2 separate regions of the Muntiacus reevesi genome follow, and region 1 is linked to region 2. Evidence: chromatin contacts called from public Hi-C data. All regions are on one chromosome and are shown on one strand. Each heading gives the region's core, a stretch centred on a gene start, on an enhancer-like site or on the middle of the called end of the contact. The rest is flanking DNA. Distances are from core to core; before and after follow the strand shown. Region 1 holds the start of EIF3M (eukaryotic translation initiation factor 3 subunit M). Region 2 holds the start of QSER1 (glutamine and serine rich 1).

What was found. Hi-C and Micro-C count contacts between places; a contact is called where the count stands out from the background.
Region 1: a contact with region 2 is called in a Hi-C map of muscle, with 4 times the contacts expected there. The contact joins the promoter of EIF3M here to the promoter of QSER1 in region 2. A contact is called at or near these places in 2 of 3 Hi-C or Micro-C datasets (blood and muscle).

Annotation. Positions count from the first base shown.
Region 1 is chr9:28,339,151-28,341,870 of mMunRee1.1, forward strand. It overlaps EIF3M (eukaryotic translation initiation factor 3 subunit M), which reads right to left and starts at 1,385. Exons shown (of 11, transcript XM_065943845.1): 1 at 1,230-1,385. The coding sequence starts at 1,271.
Region 2 is chr9:28,098,162-28,101,084 of mMunRee1.1, forward strand. QSER1 (glutamine and serine rich 1) reads right to left here and starts at 1,314. Exons shown (of 13, transcript XM_065943908.1): 1 at 1,127-1,314. The coding sequence starts at 1,314.

The sequences.
Region 1 (2,720 bases), core at 135-2,634, 240 kb after region 2:
TATTTAAGCAAACTATTCAATCAACACTAGGCTGTTTTCATCTGGTATTCCTACTGGCCACGGGTGGTTACTCTAATCGGAGAACTTGACGGAAGTTAAATTCCTAAAGCAACCATCTATTTACCCAAAAGGAATGGCCAGGGTGAAACAAGAACAGTAGCATAACCTAACTAGAAAAAACACTTTAATATAATCAATGGCAAAATCCTCCTGCATCAACAACCCTTTTCCATTAGGGAAAAAAAAATAAAAAACAAGTAACTTCATTTTCCCAGTAACCTAATAGCCTACTGTTGATAACATGATTCCATTCCTCATCAGATAGGCTTTTTTCCCTTCCACATCTTTTCTAATAATGCTCAACTCCTTCCCTAGCTTCCCCCCCCCCCCATCTTTCTTTCCCTTACTCTGTTCTTCAGGACTGAAAGTTATCTTAGACTAGTAATGTTTTCTCTTCTATCGAAACCAAAATTTCCATCTTAGTAGAGTAGCAGAAAACTACAGAATGACAACACTTAGAATAGTTTTCAGTTCTGCAAAATTAAGAGAAACTCACTTCAAGTTTAATTCAACTTGAACTTTAAACTTCTCAGTTTAAAATGAGAAGCATTACCCACGCATTCATACAAAAGAGCAAACAGAAACAAAAATATTAAGACCGTTCACCAGGTGTATGTCTCAAAATTCTGGGGGTGGAACTGACGGTATGCTTTCAGAACTCTCACTCTTGCTCAAGCAAGAGAATAAAATACAGTCTACATACGTTCACGTAGTAGTAAAGCCATCTTGATCTTTAGTACCAAATTATTTTTCCCTGAACTGCTTACGCCGTCTGAGGAGTCGCCACCTCCCACTCCGGATGTGGCTGCATTTCGGGCACGGAAGCAGATACCCTTCTCAGTGAGTCAAAAGTAGTGTCGACAGACAGAAGTGACCCAAGCTGGAAGAGTCCTGACGCCGACCAGGAAGTAGGCCGTCGGGCCTGGGACCAGCGCTGGGAGCGCCGGCGGGAGGGCTGATGCAACTCCAGACCCGGAACGTGCGCCCCTGCCTCTCGGCCTGCCCACTCCCGGATGCGGAGGACACCACCGCGGCTCTCGACTCCGGGGCTGGCTCCGCGGGGCAGCGCTCCGCGCGCCTGGCCCGGGCTCAAACCCGACGCGGCCCCTCACATCCCTGAGTCTCCCCCCACCTCCCACCCTGGCGGCATCCGCGGCCCGGGGGCGCACCTGATCTTCCTCGCTGATGTCGATGAACGCCGGGACACTCATGGTGAAGGCCCTGGCGCCGTGGACGTTGCGCTCGCAAACCACGCCGACCGGAAAAGGGAGCTGGGCCGCGCGGCGGCGCCTCACAAACGCTTCCGGGTCACCCACCGCGGGTCTTGTGGGGCGGGGTCATCGTCAGGGGCGGAACCACGGAGACCAATCCCAGCACGCATTCTGGCTGGGGGCGGGGCAGGGAGGAGCCGGGGCACGCCCAAAGGGCCACCTTCCCGGACCGCCTCCTGCCGCCTCTAACTTCGGTAGCTGGGTAACCCGGCTGGGTAGCAGGCTGTCTTTCCAGTTACTGCTGCGTTTGTGGCTCGCGGAGCCTACCTAGCATTTTGAAGTTTTAAGCCAATTTTTTTTTTTCCGACTTCTAATTTAACCCATTTTTAAACTTTTATTGAGGGACTATCTAGCAGGCAGCGCTCTCTGCCTTGGGGATAGCAATAGTTTTCAAGGTAAACTCCCGCCCCGGCAACTTACATTGAGTGAGGCGCACAGAACACAACAATACGAAGTAATTAGAAAGACTTTCCTGGATGGCATCTTGTTTTACAGCACAGGCTGCCGAATCGAGTTTTCTGGGGTGGAATCCCTGCTGCAGCGTTTGATGGATTTGTGATTTGGGGTAATTGCTTAACCGCAGCGTTTCATCTTCCTGTTGGAAAAATAAAATCAAGTACTTACCTCCTGGTGGTGTTGTGAGGACTAAGTAAATTAGTAAATAAAGCAATTAAAACACGGTGAACTCTATGTCTTAGCTGTTATTCAATAGTCACGTAACTGGTAGTATTATGAGAAGAATAGAGAAAGGAGTGGTGTGTGTATGATTGTGTGTGCATGCCTTTTAAGACTGAGCAAAGAAAATGGATCAAATATTAAGGAGAACTGAAGGAAATGAGGAAAGGACCAATAAACAAATCTGCAGGAAACCTGTTTATGCAGAAGACAGCCAGGAAAGGACTTGAAGCAGGTGCAAGGAGTGTGTCTATTTTGGACATTCCGTGTAAATGGAAACATAACAATATATGACCTATGTCTGGCTTTTTTCATTTAGCATGTTTTTGAGCTAGTAGCATGTGTTAATCCCTCATTCCTTTTTATTGCTGAATAATATTCCATTGTTATGCACATACCACATTTTGTTTATCCATTCATCAGTGGGTGCATATTTAGGTTGTTTGCATTTTTTGCCTACTATGAATAATGCTTCAAGCAACATTCATACACAAGATTTTGCATGAACATGTGTTTATATTTCTTTTTCCTGGGAGTAGAATTGCTAGCTTATATGTTAACTTTATGTTTAGCTTTTTGAGGAGCTATTTTACAAAAAGGCAACATCTTTATTTTTAATAGTCCCAAATAAGAAACAACAAATGTTCATCAGCGTGTCAATGGATGGAGTTTCCTGGTGGTCCAATGGTTAGGATTCAGCACTTGCACCACCAT
Region 2 (2,923 bases), core at 64-2,563:
CCTGTTGGTAGCTGAGGATGAAGTCATTAGCAACCCAGGATTCCCTGGTCCTCGTAATCCGAAGCTGCACCTACCAGATTTCTGCATTGTTCGGCAGAGGTGGCTTTAAAACACCCCGCTCCCAAATCGTCCAAACCAAACCACGCCTTCCAGTTATCATTCAAATGGACCGTTTCGCAGTGTAGCACCACTACACATTTCCCGCGAGCTTAAACATCTAGTAAGAGTCAACATTTTAGATTCCCTTGGTCATGCTGAAGCAAAGATGAACTCTTGAACCCCACGCTACATAATGAGCCGTGGCTTCAGAAACGAGATGGAGAAGCATGCTTCGGTTCTTCAACCTTTACGGCCTTCACTGACCGCCCCCCACCTCCGGTTTCTTCCCAACTCTTAATCACCCCAAAACACAGAAGGCAAAGAGAGATTCCTTACTTCCTGCTGTTGTTAAGAGGAGGACACCCGAGAATAAGTTTGAACGCATGGAAGAGAAACAGCTTCATCTTGGCCACCACTGCGAACATATGTCACCCAGCCCAGGCGCAGCGTTCGCATCCCCGGGGCCCCCTCCCAGGCCCCACGTCCCCGGGATTCTCCCGCAGCACAGGCCACCCCCTCGCCCCAGGTCCCCCAGTGTCAGGGACTCGGCTCCGCGCCTCTAGCGCTCCCGCCTCCCCCACCCTCACGCTCACCGCCCGGGCCCCCAAGACCACATTGTCCGTCACAATACAATGGAATGTCACTGCCCCGAACTCCTCGGCGCCCCGCTTGGCCCCCCGGCACGAGTCCCGAGTTTCCCTGATCGCGGAGTTCAGCCAGGAACCCAAACTTCACCATGTGAGAGCCCAGGACGCGGAGGTGAAGGGGACCCACGACTCCCGCCCAAGCCTCCCTTTTACCCACGCTCCCCCGCTGCGAATCCCGCATCGGGCGCCCCCACCCACCCCGAAACCACCCCACAGGAGTTACCAGCCGCCTCTCCCGGCACGGTGAGGGCGAGGAGACGAGCAGGGGGGGCTCCCCGCCGACCCGAACCCTCGGGCGGTGCTGCACGGGGGCAAAGGCCCCAAACGCATCCCCGGCCTTTCCCGGCCCGCCAGGACCCCCCGCCGCCCACCCTCCCTACCTGGCCTTGAGGCTGGGGCTGCTACCGCCGCTGCCGCTGCTGCTGGAGGCGGCGGCCGCGGCTCGGGGTTCGTAGGCCCAGGCGGGGGCGGGGGGTGGTGGGGCGGCGGCGCTGGAGGGGGCGGCGGGGGGCGCGGGCGGCGGCGGCGGCGGGTCGGCGAAGCCGGAGGTCGTGTAGTTCCTGTCCATCGTGGGGGCGGCGGAGGGCGGGCGGGCTGCGGTGGGGGCTCCTCTAGGGCCCAGTGCGAGGGGGGCGGGAGGGGAGGGAGGGGGCGGGGGGAGGAAGAGGAGGCGGCGGCGGCGGAGGGAGCTGCCCCCTCACATGGCCGCGGGCGAGCGGGCGGAGGGCGGGCTGGCCGGTCTGTGCCGGGGGAAGCCGGGCCGCGGTGCGCCGCGAGGCCCCAGCTGGGCGTCAGGGGAGCGGCGGCATCCGCGGCCGGGACTCGCGGCGGCGGCGGCGGCGGTGGCTGCGCCCCATGTTGGTGGATTTCCCAGGATGCACCTCCCGCCCCCCCCTCCGCCCCGCGGCCTCGCCCCGCCTCCCCTCGGCGCCCCGCGCTCGCGGCTCGCGGGCCAGAGACGGCCTCCTCCTCCGCTGCCGCCGCCGCCTCTGGAAGGCCAGCCCGGGCGGAGAAGGCTTGAGGCCTGGCCGGCCCAGGCCGGCTCCGGGAGTCGCAGGGGCGGCCTCCAGCCCTAGCCCGCGAGCCGCGGACTTCCCGCCCTCGGCTGCTTCTGGATGAGCCGTCGGCTCTCGCCGCGCCCCGCGTGGGAAGGGGCCGCGCCTGCCGGCGTCCTCCGCGAAGGAGGGGGAAACTGAGTGGAAACCCGGCGCGGGGTGCTGCGGTGGGGGAGGCTTGTCAACGCTTTGCCTGGAGTTCGTTATTTGACCCTTCGAGTTATTTTGAGTTACTCAAATACTCAGTTCCCACATCGCGACTCCTTTCTCTGCCCCTCGTCCTAAACCAGAAACAGCTGAGCAGACTGTTTTACAGTTCCGTTTACTCCCTTCCTGCCCAAAGCTTGCTGGGCTAGAGGACCCTTTTCCTGCTGTTAGGGGAGATTTATATTCAAAGAGATTCAAATTCAAACGTATTCTTTTCCAACCCTGGTTGAAAGGACCTTTCCCTGGGGGGCGTTTATTAACTGTCCCCACCCCCACCTTGGGGATTTTTCTCATTCTGGGTTTCAGAATCTTCTGTCCCAAGATGAATACTGCCTCTTCATTGATTAATACAGCCACCATCTGGATGACTTTAATTACCATAAATTTAAACTCACTGTGCTGGATTTTTTTGTTTGAGACTTGGAACTTCAGCAGGACTCTACCCAAACGTTTCCTGTCCGGCGTCCAGGTTGTTTGGGGGAGGAGGGGAATTAAAGATTATTTGCGGTTCTCTGTTGTATGTGAGAGTTGTTGTTTCCTCTAGTAACTTATGAGTAGTGAAACAAGAATCATAGAAATCACTATTTGGTCCTTAAGGCATAAAGTAAAAGTTAATAACAGTGAAGTTGATTGACCATCACCCTTTTAAAAAAATCAATACAGGTTTAACACCTATTTATGTGCTTAGTACAGAAATCTGCCCCGCAAGATAAGTTTAACATGAAGGTTAAACAAATAAGACAGGCATCGTAGAAGACAATAAATCTGATACATTATCTCTGATCACCATGCAAAAAGCAATTTAAACTTCAGTAATCCCTGGTTTTGGACCTGCTGTTCCTTCTGAGATTAATTTTGTCCTGGAAGATTCTGTTTTCCTCCTGGCGCCTACATCCTTTTGTTCCTATTCATTCC